2 separate regions of the Zea mays genome follow, and region 2 is linked to region 1. The links are chromatin contacts, called in public Hi-C maps. All regions are on one chromosome and are shown on one strand. Each heading gives the region's core, a stretch centred on a gene start, on an enhancer-like site or on the middle of the called end of the contact. The rest is flanking DNA. Distances are from core to core; before and after follow the strand shown.

The links. Hi-C and Micro-C count contacts between places; a contact is called where the count stands out from the background.
Region 2: a Hi-C map of leaf shows a contact between it and region 1, with 6 times the contacts expected there. The contact joins the promoter of LOC100273154 here to the enhancer-like site in region 1. A contact is called at or near these places in 5 of 25 Hi-C or Micro-C datasets (bundle sheath, endosperm and leaf).

What each region holds. Positions count from the first base shown.
Region 1 is chr3:185,397,410-185,403,369 of Zm-B73-REFERENCE-NAM-5.0, forward strand. No RefSeq gene overlaps it. Among protein-coding and RNA genes, the nearest start is that of TRNAK-UUU, 5.0 kb to the right of the region's middle. Within about 2 kb of position 3,297, at least 19 of the 20 cell types and tissues checked have an H3K27ac peak or open chromatin away from gene starts, as enhancers often do. A contact at or near this core is called in bundle sheath, endosperm and leaf, where this site is marked.
Region 2 is chr3:185,574,204-185,580,163 of Zm-B73-REFERENCE-NAM-5.0, forward strand. LOC100273154 (putative protein S-acyltransferase 16) reads left to right here and starts at 3,318. Exons shown (of 6, transcript NM_001147600.1): 1 at 3,318-3,769. The coding sequence starts at 3,497.

The DNA.
Region 1 (5,960 bases), core at 2,047-4,546:
AAGTTTTTAAGATTTACAGGATCACCTATTCACCCCCCCTCTAGGTGCTCTCACGTTTAGCAACCACCAACTCTCATCAATTCGTTCTCCTCCCACAGAAAAGTGGCAGCTTTTTATTCGTCCACCATATGTTGCCGTGCTCCGAGCATGGAGGTTTTACCTGTTCTTGGTACACTTGCCGGTTTCGATCCACATCTCACAGCCTTGGCCTCTCTCGGCACAGCGGCTATAATTCCACTAATCTGATCCCCATTTCTTGTGGTTATCAGTTTGGTATATATATTTTTAAAAATGCATTATTATTATTATCTCCAACAAGCGGTTCCGGTTAGTTTCTGTCAGTCAGTTCCTATATCATAAGGGAGCAGTTGCCCGGTTTCCTTGGACATTTGGATCCCCATTGCATGCAACCGCGTGCTCCTCGTTCATTGGGTTTGGCTTCTTGGTCTGCCTCTGGTTATTCTTACCTATGTTTCAAACACATTTTCAATATGTCAGTTGTGATTGCGTTTGATTGCTTTTCTGCATCGAGTGTCTGCAATTCGCGAGGATGGTGGCATTGTTTCCGTGAACTGAACCATGGATCACGTGCTCGCAGGACTGATGGGCGACCATCTCGCGTTGATCGTGGACCGGCTGCTGACAGAGTCGACGCTGGAGGCGGCGATCGGTAGTGGGAAGCATATGGTCGATCTGCGTCAGGAGATAGTGGACGTCGAGTACTGCCATCGCGGTTAGGCGGCGGCTCGGCGACGAAGGTAGTGGCGTGCAGGATTTGCCAGGAGGACTGGGACACCTGCATGGAGGCCCCCTGCGCCTGCTGTGGCAGCCTCAAGGTACCTGACCTCTTTAATCACGCTATTTTTTTATTTGGGACCAAAATAAATGCTCTTGGTTAGACAGCAGATTCATGATCGTGCTATGGTGATTATGCAACTGTTTTTCAATTTCTAAAAAAATGTCTTACAGTTCATGTTGTCAAATGAAAAGTCGATCCTTCTTTTCAGTAGAAGATGTAGTTGTTGCTACTTGTTGCTACAGTAAAAATGTTCCCTTCTTGATTGATTACCATCTATGCATATATGTGTGTGTTTTTGTTTGTGCAATATGGGTGCATGGTGAACCCTTGCTTGTGTTTTAAATAATAACCTTTATTTACTAGCTAGCTACTACACGACTAATGTTCTAGCTAGGTTTGTCGTTTGTAGGATTAGTATGAGAAATCAAAATAAATTTTAAATCAAAATATAGGAATGAAGATGAGGTTTCCTGACGACATCATCAAGCCGGACCACGCACTGCATGCACGACGCGAAAGAAAATGCATTTTATAACAATAAAGAAATTAGCTCCACAAAGAAACAGCCGCACATTTTTCGTCACTAAATACAGTATGAATTCTTAGTTTAGAAAAGCACTAGAGAACAAGTTTGGAGGAAGTGACAGGTTGGAGGTCACAACCAAAGGGCCGGCCGGGAACAACAAGTTATTACTACGAGTCACCTGCCCATTGGAGACTGAAAGAGAGAGAGACGCATCTGAATTAATCTAACCAAGCTAGATGCTGCCATCTACTCTTAATTAGCCTCTCTCTCTCTCCAATAGAGAAGACAAAGAGAGATGAGAGGGTGATCGAGTGCCTTCACCTGCAGCCCCAAATATTGGTTGGTGAAAGGAGCTTTAGAGCTACGGATAGTAGTTTAGATGTCCAGGTTCCCATCCAAAACAGGTGGGCCGGATCTCTGGGCGGCCGAGCGGGCGCACGAGCAGGCAGCGACGGAGGAAGCACAATGGGCGTGAGGACAGACGGTGCACGGCGAGGTGCGGGCAGGGAGGTTGTACGGACATGGTGGACATCGGGGAGGGGATGGGACAGACCGGGGTGTGTTGTGGTGGGGACAGCGGCGGCGGGTGACGGGGTGGCCGGATCGGGGTGGGGGTGCGGTCGGTGGAGTGTGGCAGCAGGTGGTGCGGGGGGAGGTGGAGGTGGTGCTCTGGTACTCTAGTCTAATGGCAGTGGCGGTGCGGTCGCGGCGATGGTACTCCTCTACCTCGACCAGCCGGAGATCTGCCAGGTGGCCCTCCTTAACAGCGCCTTCCACGGCGTAGCCTCGGCGGACTGCGTCTGGGCCGCCAAGCTCCCCGCCAACTACCGCTACCTTGCGGCCCTAGCCGCGACCGCCGATGACGAGGGCTGTGGCGATGGAGATGCCAGCGGCAAGCGCTTGACCAAGAAGGAGATTTATGTTCGGACGGGTGAAGGTGAGATACTGCAAGGCACCGACTAGGTTGCGGTACAACGTCGACTCTGGAACTGGTGAGCCATCGGAGGAGAGCTTGGCCTGAGTGTTCACCGGGGTAATACAAGGCTTGCACGCAGTCATGCCAACGTGCTCCAGAATATCGAGAGTGTACTCTCGTTGAGAGAGAACGAGGGACACACACAGTATAACACATATTTTATATATAAGTTATCGTAGTATTATATGTTCCCGTTGCAACGCACGGGCACCTACCTAATTATTTATTACATACGATTCTAATTCACATATAGTGTTTGTACCAAAATAGACACTTAGTTTATATTACTTGACATTAGTGTATAAAATTAATCTTTTTCTAAATTATATTGTTAATGTATTTATTTTACTAATTTAAAACATGTTACTTAAATTATTTTAGGATTTTATATTAAAATAGAAAATTAATATGATTTCTGTATTATATTATTAATATATTTATTTTACTAATTTAAAATATGTTTACTCAATTATTTTGTAGATTTTATATTATAATTTAAAGAGCGAGTTCGTGTTTATGGTCAAATTTGTTGTCTCGACGAGCCGGCTCACGAGTAAAACCTACTTTTGGACTCTGCGTAAACGAGTCGAGTTGAGCTCGGCTCGATTTTTAACCTAGCCGCGGCTAGCCGAGAGGATCGGCTCGTTCACCCCTAACCTAGCCATACCTAACTCCCCTGTGTCCAAGCCATCAGGATCTCTGCCGTTCAGGCCACGTCGCACCATCATAACGGCGGAAGGTCCCACGACTGGCACCAAATTAAGCCCCCGGCCCAGGCAGTGCGGTACAGAGATGATCTGGTGTGCGCTCGCTCACGCAGAGGCCGGTGAGCCGGTCCCGGCCGGGCAGCAGCCGCTGCTGCTTCCACCACGACAGCTACGCGCAACTGCGCAGCGCATGCCCTGCATGAATGATCTCCCGCCGCACTGTGCAGCATGCGCGGCAGCTACCCCTACCCGGCTACCCCCATGGACTCGCGAGAGTGACAACCAGCTGTGCACACAGGCATAGATCGAGCTGATCCAGCACTGCACCTGCACCTGCACCTGCACCTGCACCTGCACCGCCCACCCGCCCATCCACGTCCTTTGACATGGACCATGGCGCGGCACGGAACACGGATTTGGATGGATGGTCCATGATGACGGCATGCATCGTCGAGTAGCAGCAGTAGCACAAGTGCCCGGCTGTGCAGCACTACAACTGTGCCCCCAGGCCACCTACCCAAACCCATCCTCCACAGCCAGGGTCCCAACTCCCCAGCGAAAAGCTAGAATAGTCCTGAAAGAACAGCGCATGCATCTCACTGTATCTCCTGTTCGCCGGTATCCCTGTACCGTGCTGAACTGCTGCTGATGGGCCTATCTCCATCGAATTATTTGTGTCTCGTGACGACGCGTAGCTCGTCAGCGCAGTATCATCATTTCGGAGCGTTTCGTTGGTTATGATTGATGATTCGATGTCAGTTATTACGGAGTCCGATCGTGTCGTCCTCCCAATAGCCGCTGTGGTCTGTGGAGCCGGCGCCGGCATGGGGCACGGGCGACGGTCGGTGCTCGGCGGTGCCAGAAGTCATGCATGGGCGGTTTTGTTGAGCACCCTGCAGGCCTGTTACCCGGCAACTTGGACGGCTGGACTCTACTACTACCAAGCAGCTCGCCTTCTGCTTTGACAAATATTAGAATATATAAAAAAATACTATCCTTCATTCCACATGCATCTTCTGAAAAGGGCTCAATCGAACAAGATTCTAATGTAGTTCCTCGAAATCCTTTTGCTGGGAATCCCCTGGACCAGCGCCACCGGCCAGATACAGCCATGGCGGCATGGCCTCGCGACAGCGACTCCCAATTACCGCGTGCAAGTAGATCCCTGTACTGTACCGCCCTCGCCCCTTGGTCCTTCCGCCCATCCGCATGCGTTGACGACTTGACGTACGTAGGTTCGCGCAAGGAGCCTGTGATGTAGCTAGTCATGCGGCCGGGCATGGATGGTCCATGACTCCACTGTCCACTCATCATCGACTTCATTCAACTAGCAGCAATACTACTACTCCACCTACCCAGCCAGGGGCCCGATTGCTAGTAGAACAATCCAGGAAGAATTGCGCGTGCATCACATGTCATTGACGACCTTGCTGCATCGATCCGTCGACCGTCCCGTCCCGATGAGATTTGAGATGGACCTAAGCTGATGCTACTACGTACTGTACTCCGTAGGGTTCGTGGAGTGTACCAGTACCCATTTTGCATCTTTTGGCTCGGTTGCTGATTAGCTGCCATATTTTGGACCGCCGACCGATTAAACTCCAGTACGTTCTACGTGATCCCGATCAGTGCGCGACACCTGGCCGCTGTCTTCCTCACCGATCGAACAGCCGCCGCGGACCAGGAACCATGCCCGTGGCCCGTGGGCGACAGGTCGAGGAGACCGAGTGTCGGGCGGCTGACGGCCAGAATTGTTTCTATTTTATGTTTTTAGCCCCTTTTCCATAAAAAACTATACATATGTTTCTGACATAAAATTGTTTTTGATTTTAGATTTGGCGTCGGGGTCTACGAGATCGAGGTAACACGTATCAACCTATAGATTATCGCGCTCAGGATGATATGTTACTAAAATATGTGCCGTCCAGTTTTTAATTTTCATGAATTTTTAACAGAGTAAGAGTAGATTTCTCTTTGTATTCTGAAAAAGCTATAAAGTGGTTTTCAAGAAACTCACACACATTCCATTTTTTTTCCATAAATCGATTTCTAGACACTGTGGTGCTTCCAAATATGCTATTAGTCTAGATCACCGAGACGTATTATCTTGATCCTTATGTCATTGTCGTGTGTCACGCTCGTAGATCTATTCCTCCCCCTCTCTCCCACCTAACCAACAAAAAGAGATAATCATGCTTCTAGATAACACTTACCTTGATGTACTTCATGCTTTCCTCCACATTACCAATAGGAAGAGATAATCATGTTACTGGATAACTTATCTCTTCAACGAGTGCCTTTCTACAATGTTAAAGCTAGAGCAACTATAAAGAGCACATCTCTCTTGTGGATGATGTAGATATGGTGAAAATTTAAATATTCTAACTGTTTTTTGATTTTTTTTTTTAGATGCATGTGTACCCACAAAGCTACCATTTAGCTTTGCCCCCGCCTTCCTGGATGTGTTCCTGGTCTAGACCAAGTTAAATCAGTAGAGTTAGACCTCGGGGGAGAAGGGAACAACAGAGATGGAGAGGTCGTCCTAAGGCACGACATCATACTATATAGTCTAGCGTCTAAATACGACTTTACGTTGCCTACGAAGGTTAATAAATTTTTTACGACAAAATACTAAAATAAAAAAAGAATTTGGGCTCAGCGCGAGATCCTCTCCTCGCAGGGCAGTGCAACCACACGAGTAGGCTCTGTCTTTGTAAGGTGCCAGGTGGTGTGTAATTAACCTTTTGTGTTGTTCCCCATGACATCGACGTTTCTTTTATTTTCGTGCACCCTATAGAAGCACGGAAGACGGAACACGCCTTATCAGAGGCCATTCGTGCTTCGGTGCCCACCAGCGCCGTGCATGCACGTTATCCGTGCGGTTTTGTTTACAGTGATCAAAGTGTGTGAGGACAGGCAGCGCAGGAAATCGTAACTCGTGCTCTGCGCGTC
Region 2 (5,960 bases), core at 2,068-4,567, 180 kb after region 1:
CGCCCCAGCCTCGGGCGACTACTCTGGGCCAGCAACAGCACCTGACCCCACCACATGGGCGGGTCCGGTGCTGCCACGTGTCCAGAGAAAGTGACATACTCTGAGGCATCACCAGTGAGTCCGGACCCCCATGGGAAGGTGTCGGACCCCTGTATATACGATCTGGGCCTCCAAGTTTGGTCCAGAACCTACACATGTGCGAACCGAACCCCTAGAATGGAATCCGGACCCCCTGTATGGGGTCCAGGCCGCCCACAGTGGGGTCCCAGGGGTTCCAGGACAGAACATACCCGGGCCTTAATCAGGACCTAGGCGGGGGTCCGGTGCCGACACGTGTCCAGACCTGATCTGGTGGGATCTGTACCTTATCACATACACTCTTGCTCCCCGCCTAGGCGGAGACCCGATGCTGCCACGTCGCCTACTGCGCGCGGCGTAAGCCAACGGGCGGAACCTGGCGTGAAGCCTCTGGGCTACGCGCGTCTTTGCATTCATTACGGATAAGACGTGTGCCTGTCCATTCCAGTGACAGGTGGCGTGCCCAGTCCACGCTGCATGGGCCATGCTGTTACTCACACGTTACCATAGCAAGGACAATGACTCACCATTACTCGTGTGTTTCCAAGAAAAGGTTCACAACCTATCAATGTTGCATGGACTGAAGTCATCATGACTCCCGCTGATTACTCATGTGTTACTAAGGCGGAGGGAATCTAAACGGCTCCGCCTATACGCCTCTACGCACAACAGGCGTACCAGGCTACTCCGTATTCTACTACAACAAGCCATCACCCACCTGAGGACACGACAAGACGTGGCAGTAGCCAGTCGGAGAAGCAACACATCGTCCAACAAAGATCTTTGTGTGCTGTCAGTATTAATTATTCACATAATGTATTCCTTCCATTATGCTCCTGGGCCCGCATGTCGGAGCTCAGCATCCTTGTATGTACCCCCCTTAAACTATAAAAGGGAGGGGACACAGCGTTACAAAAGACAGGGTCAATACAACTTACGGACAGTGGATGTAGGGTATTACGCTCCAGCGGCCTGAACCACTATAAACCCTCGAGTGTTCTTGTGTTCATCCAAAATTCATCAATCAGACAAGCGCTTAGGCCTCCTCCTCATCTTAGGATTAGGGCGGGTGCATTCCGCCACCCGACCGGAGGATTTTCCCACCGACAAATACGTCCAAGCTTGACAATAGGGAGATGGCCCTCATTATCAAGAGCTTCTGGCAAATCTTCAATCAATTAAAGGGGAAGGACTATAAACCTCATTCCAAGAGGGTTTGCTATCGATGTGGTAAGTCATGTCACTATATTGCAAAATGTCCATATGCTAGTGATAGTGACAGGGACGATGACAAGAAAGAAAAGAAGAATATAGAGAAGAAGAAATTCTACCACAAGAAGAAGGGCGGCGAGGCGCATGGGACTCTGATGAGAGCCCCATCGACTACTCCTCTGACGAGGACGCCGCCAACATCGCCGTCAATAATGGTCTTCTCTTCTCCAAAGTCAGCCATAAGTGCCTCATGGCAAAGAGGACAAAAGAAAGGTACAACCTAGAAGCACCCTCAATTATACTACTTCCGATGATGAGAGTGATTCTAGTGAAAATGAAGAAAAACTTGTCTTTGCTCTTTAAAGGCCTTAGCTTCAAGTTAATTGAGAAAATCAATGAATTAGTGAAATTTATTAACGAGTAGGATGAACTCTTAGAATACAAGATGATCTACTCAGGGGCGGATCCAGAATTTTTCTATGACCCGGGCCAAATCTACTAAATTTCATTCTCTTAATTTTATCTTAACTATTTTATACCGTATTAAATAGAGACTTAAATAGAGTTACATGGATCAAGCCCCGGGCCACGGCTCGGGTGGCCCGGGGTGTAGATCCGCCCCTGGATCTACTCGTTAAGGAAAATGAGAATTTTGTGAAGCAACAAGCTAAAAACTTGCAACAATTCAATTTCTTGTCTTAAATCTGATAATGTTAATTTGATTGCTAAGATTGAAGAATTGAATGCTTGCCTTGTTCCTACATCTACCTGAGCATGTTACTATTTATAATAGATATAGAGATGTTGATGTTGATGCTATTAATGACCACCTTGCTTTAATTAAAGACCAAAATGATCACATAGCAAAGTTAGATGCTAAAATTGCCGAGTGTGAGCTTGAAAATTAGAAATTTAAATTTGCTCGTAGAATGCTTTATAATGGGAGACGCTCTGGCACTAAGGATGGTGTTGGCTTTCAACCTAGGAGCAAAACAAACAAAATTCCTCAATTTGCGAAGGACAAGGTTCCTATGGTGCATGATAGGGAAGATTACATTTTATATTATGAGAACTATCATGCTCATAAGATTCCTAGAAAATCATATGCTAGAAATGCTCATGCACATCATCATGCTTATATTTATGCAAATGAAACACCTAGCCGCATTCTACTTCTCATGCTAAAACTGCAAAAATGCCTAAAAAGAAAGTTGTTGATGCATCTACTGAGCCAAAACTGTCGTTTAAGACTTTTGATGCATCTTATGTTTTTACTAATAAATCTGGCAGAGTAGTTGCCAAATATGCTGGGGGTAGGCACAAGAGTTCAAAAACTTGTGTCTGGATATCTAAGGTGCTTGTTTCTAACATGAAAGGACCCAATACCGTTTGGGTACACGAGAACAAGGCATAAATCTGTGTTGTAGGTTTATGCATTCGACGGAAAAAATTGGATAATGGATAGCGGATGCACTAACCATACGACTAGAGAAAAAAGATGTTTTTCTCGTACGAGAAAAATGATGATCTTCAAAAGGTGTTTTTGAAGTACATTTTGAGGAGTTTCGAAAATTTCATAAAACTGGTCTCTAGTTTTAGTTTTTTGAAGTTAGAGCTCGTGGAGCTAGACTTGTTTGATAGCTGAAATAGACTTGAAATTCTTATGAAGCTCTCAAAAAGAGCCTAAAATTTAGTAGGCTAGATGCTAGAACCTAACAACTCCTATATATTTAAATAACTTTTTATATATTATGGTATATGACGACATATCATCTCCCCCTCTTGCTGTCTTGGCCGCAGCCGTCGCGTCGATGCAAGTTGAGACGTCCCTGCCTGGCTGCCTGGCTCCCTGCCGCAACCGCATCAACGACGCACGGCGCCACGGCCACGGCACGGCACCACGCGCTCAGACGTCCACGGGCTACCAACCCCAGCTCACCGCACTCAACCCATTGCTGCCACGGCGATCACCTCACCCACCCCGCGCACTTTTCTCATCGCGCCAACGCAAACACCACAGCGCAGCAGCAAGCGAGCTAACTGGAGTACAAAGCAAGCCAATTCGCTCTGTGCCTGTGCCGCTGCCTACCGTCGCGCGAGACGGGCGAGCTCCTCTCCCGGCCGCCGACGCCGCGGGGGATTCCTTTTCCCCGGAATGCTCTGCCGCTCCGTCCGGGCGGAAGAGGAGCACTAGGCGGCGGCTCGGATGGGGCGCCCGGGGTACATCACGGTGCCCATACTCTCGGTGCTCGCCGCGATCGGCTATGTCTACTACACCACGGTGTTCCTGGCGATCCCCGCGTGGCTGGGGCTCTCCTCGGCGACCGGGCTCGCCAACGCCGCGGTCTTCAGCGCGCTCGCCGCCGCCTGCGTCGCTACCTACGCCGTCGCCGTATCGCGCGACCCGGGCCGCGTGCCAGCGTCCTTCGTGCCCGATGTCGAGGACGCCGGGAGCCCCATCCACGAGATCAAGCGCAAGGTACACTCTACTCACGGCCCCTGCCTCCCTCCGTCTGACCGTCTGGGCCATGAACCACTCCAGATCTCGCGGGCGCCCCCGCCGCGTGCTGTGAAGTTTAGATCTACGTAGTGGGATGGTAGTCATATGTGTAGGATCAGAAACTTTGTTAATTGTTACTAGTTCAGATCTTAGGATTAGATTTCGAGCAGGTATTGCCTCCAAGCAAGGTCCGGCGCCGCGCGCGAGATTTGGATTTTAATAGTAGGAATCACGCGAATGCTCCTATACCTATTGGAGCGCCGAGTGCCTCGGTGTTGCGATCATTTGGTGGGCGAGGAACTGTGTATATGTGTGCGTTAAGCCATTAACATCTTTGCTCTGAATCCTTGCACTGTCCACTCATCGTCGGTGCTCTGATTGAGTGACACTGCTATCCAAATTACTCCAGGTGGGAGATGGGAATATTCTCTTGATCGTTGCATAGCTTTGGTATTATGGTTTAGATCTAAGCATGAGGGCTGCGTACCTGGTACCATGCTATATGTAGACTTACAGTAATGACATATGTTGCAATACACTGCTATCCAAATTACTCCAGGTGGGAAATGGGAATATTCTCTTGATCGTGCGCATAGCTTTTGTATTATGGTATAGATCTAAGCTTGAGGCTCTGTGCCTGGTACCATCCTATATGTAGACTCACAGGAATGACATATGTTGCAATTAAAGGACAAATCTAGTTGGTATTATGGTATAGATCTAAGCATGAGGGCTTTGTACCTGGTACCATCCTATATGTAGACTTACATGAATGATATATGTTGCAATTAAAGGACAGATCTAGTGTCGGTGGCTCACATATGAGCGAAATCCGATGAAGTGTTGGTATTATGGTATAGATCTATGCATGAGGGCTCTGTACCTTGTACCATCCTATATGTAGACTTACATGAATGACATGGTCCAGAGAAAGGGTTCGTGTGCACCTCTAATAGGCGTCGGACTCTAACAGACAGAGTGTTGGACCGGCACAGAGTTAGCCCTATGGCTAACCCTAACTTCACGATCACAGCGATCGTCACATCCTGAGCATTGGTTCGATGATGGACGTCAGACCAGTCCGACTCTCCCCATAGCTCTTTGGTTGTTTTTGGGAGAGCGTTGGACTCTGATGCGATGGTACGATGGTTGCAAACACGGTTGTACTGGACGGGACGATGCACTATTTACATGAGTGGTCCCACTGTTAGCCACGTAGGAAACTTCATTTAGTATCGTCGAACCCTGAGCATTGGCCCGACAAGGACCGTCGGACCAGTCTGATGCTGATGGATACTCTTTGGTCATTTACAGCAGGGCGTCAGACCCAGGCCAACGATGATCTAACTATCGTTGGACTATGGGTGTCGAACCATACAACTCCATAGTGGTTGGCACGGCAACAATAACATTGAAATGGCTAGTACATGTGGCAAGCTCTAAGAGCATCGGACCGGTGCGACATGGTCCGACGGTGGGTGTTGAATGGCCCGACGACCCTAATTTCTACATAGTGAAGGTACCAACGGCCAGTTGCCTTTTGGGACCTTATAAATAGAGCTTGGTTAGGCTTGGGGTTAACATCTTGGCTTTCCAACTTGAGGTACACCTAGTAATCCTAAAAAACATCTCACTCTCATCTCTAGTGATATTGATTCGTTCAAAGTGAGATTGAGAGTGATCTCTAGTGATTTGCATTAAATTGTTGTATCTATTGGCATTAGTGATCATATTGAGCTACAAGTTTCTTGTTATTTTTTGTGGTTGTCGGCTTGCCGCCACCTGGATGACTTGGACATAACGGAGGATTATTGAACAACTTTTGGAGAATGCCATTGGCTCCAATCATCATTATGAGGGATTATGAGGGGATTTTGTGCTCATTCCCCATGTGAAGTTCACGAAGAACAAATATAATGCAACCATGGCTTGTTGGAGTGCCTCTCTAGTGTGGTTTTTATGGCGCCCTAATTATGTCCTTGACGTGTGATGCCAATCGGTACATGGACCACCTAGTTTGGGTTGCCACAATAAGAACGTAGGTTGTCGGCAAGCAAATTAACCTCCGGGACATTTCTTGTGCATGGGCCACGAAGTGCGCGAGCTTCACGATTGCTGAGGAATTGCTCCTCGATGACCAGTCAGGCGCGGCGCGCAGTGCCGCCAGTGC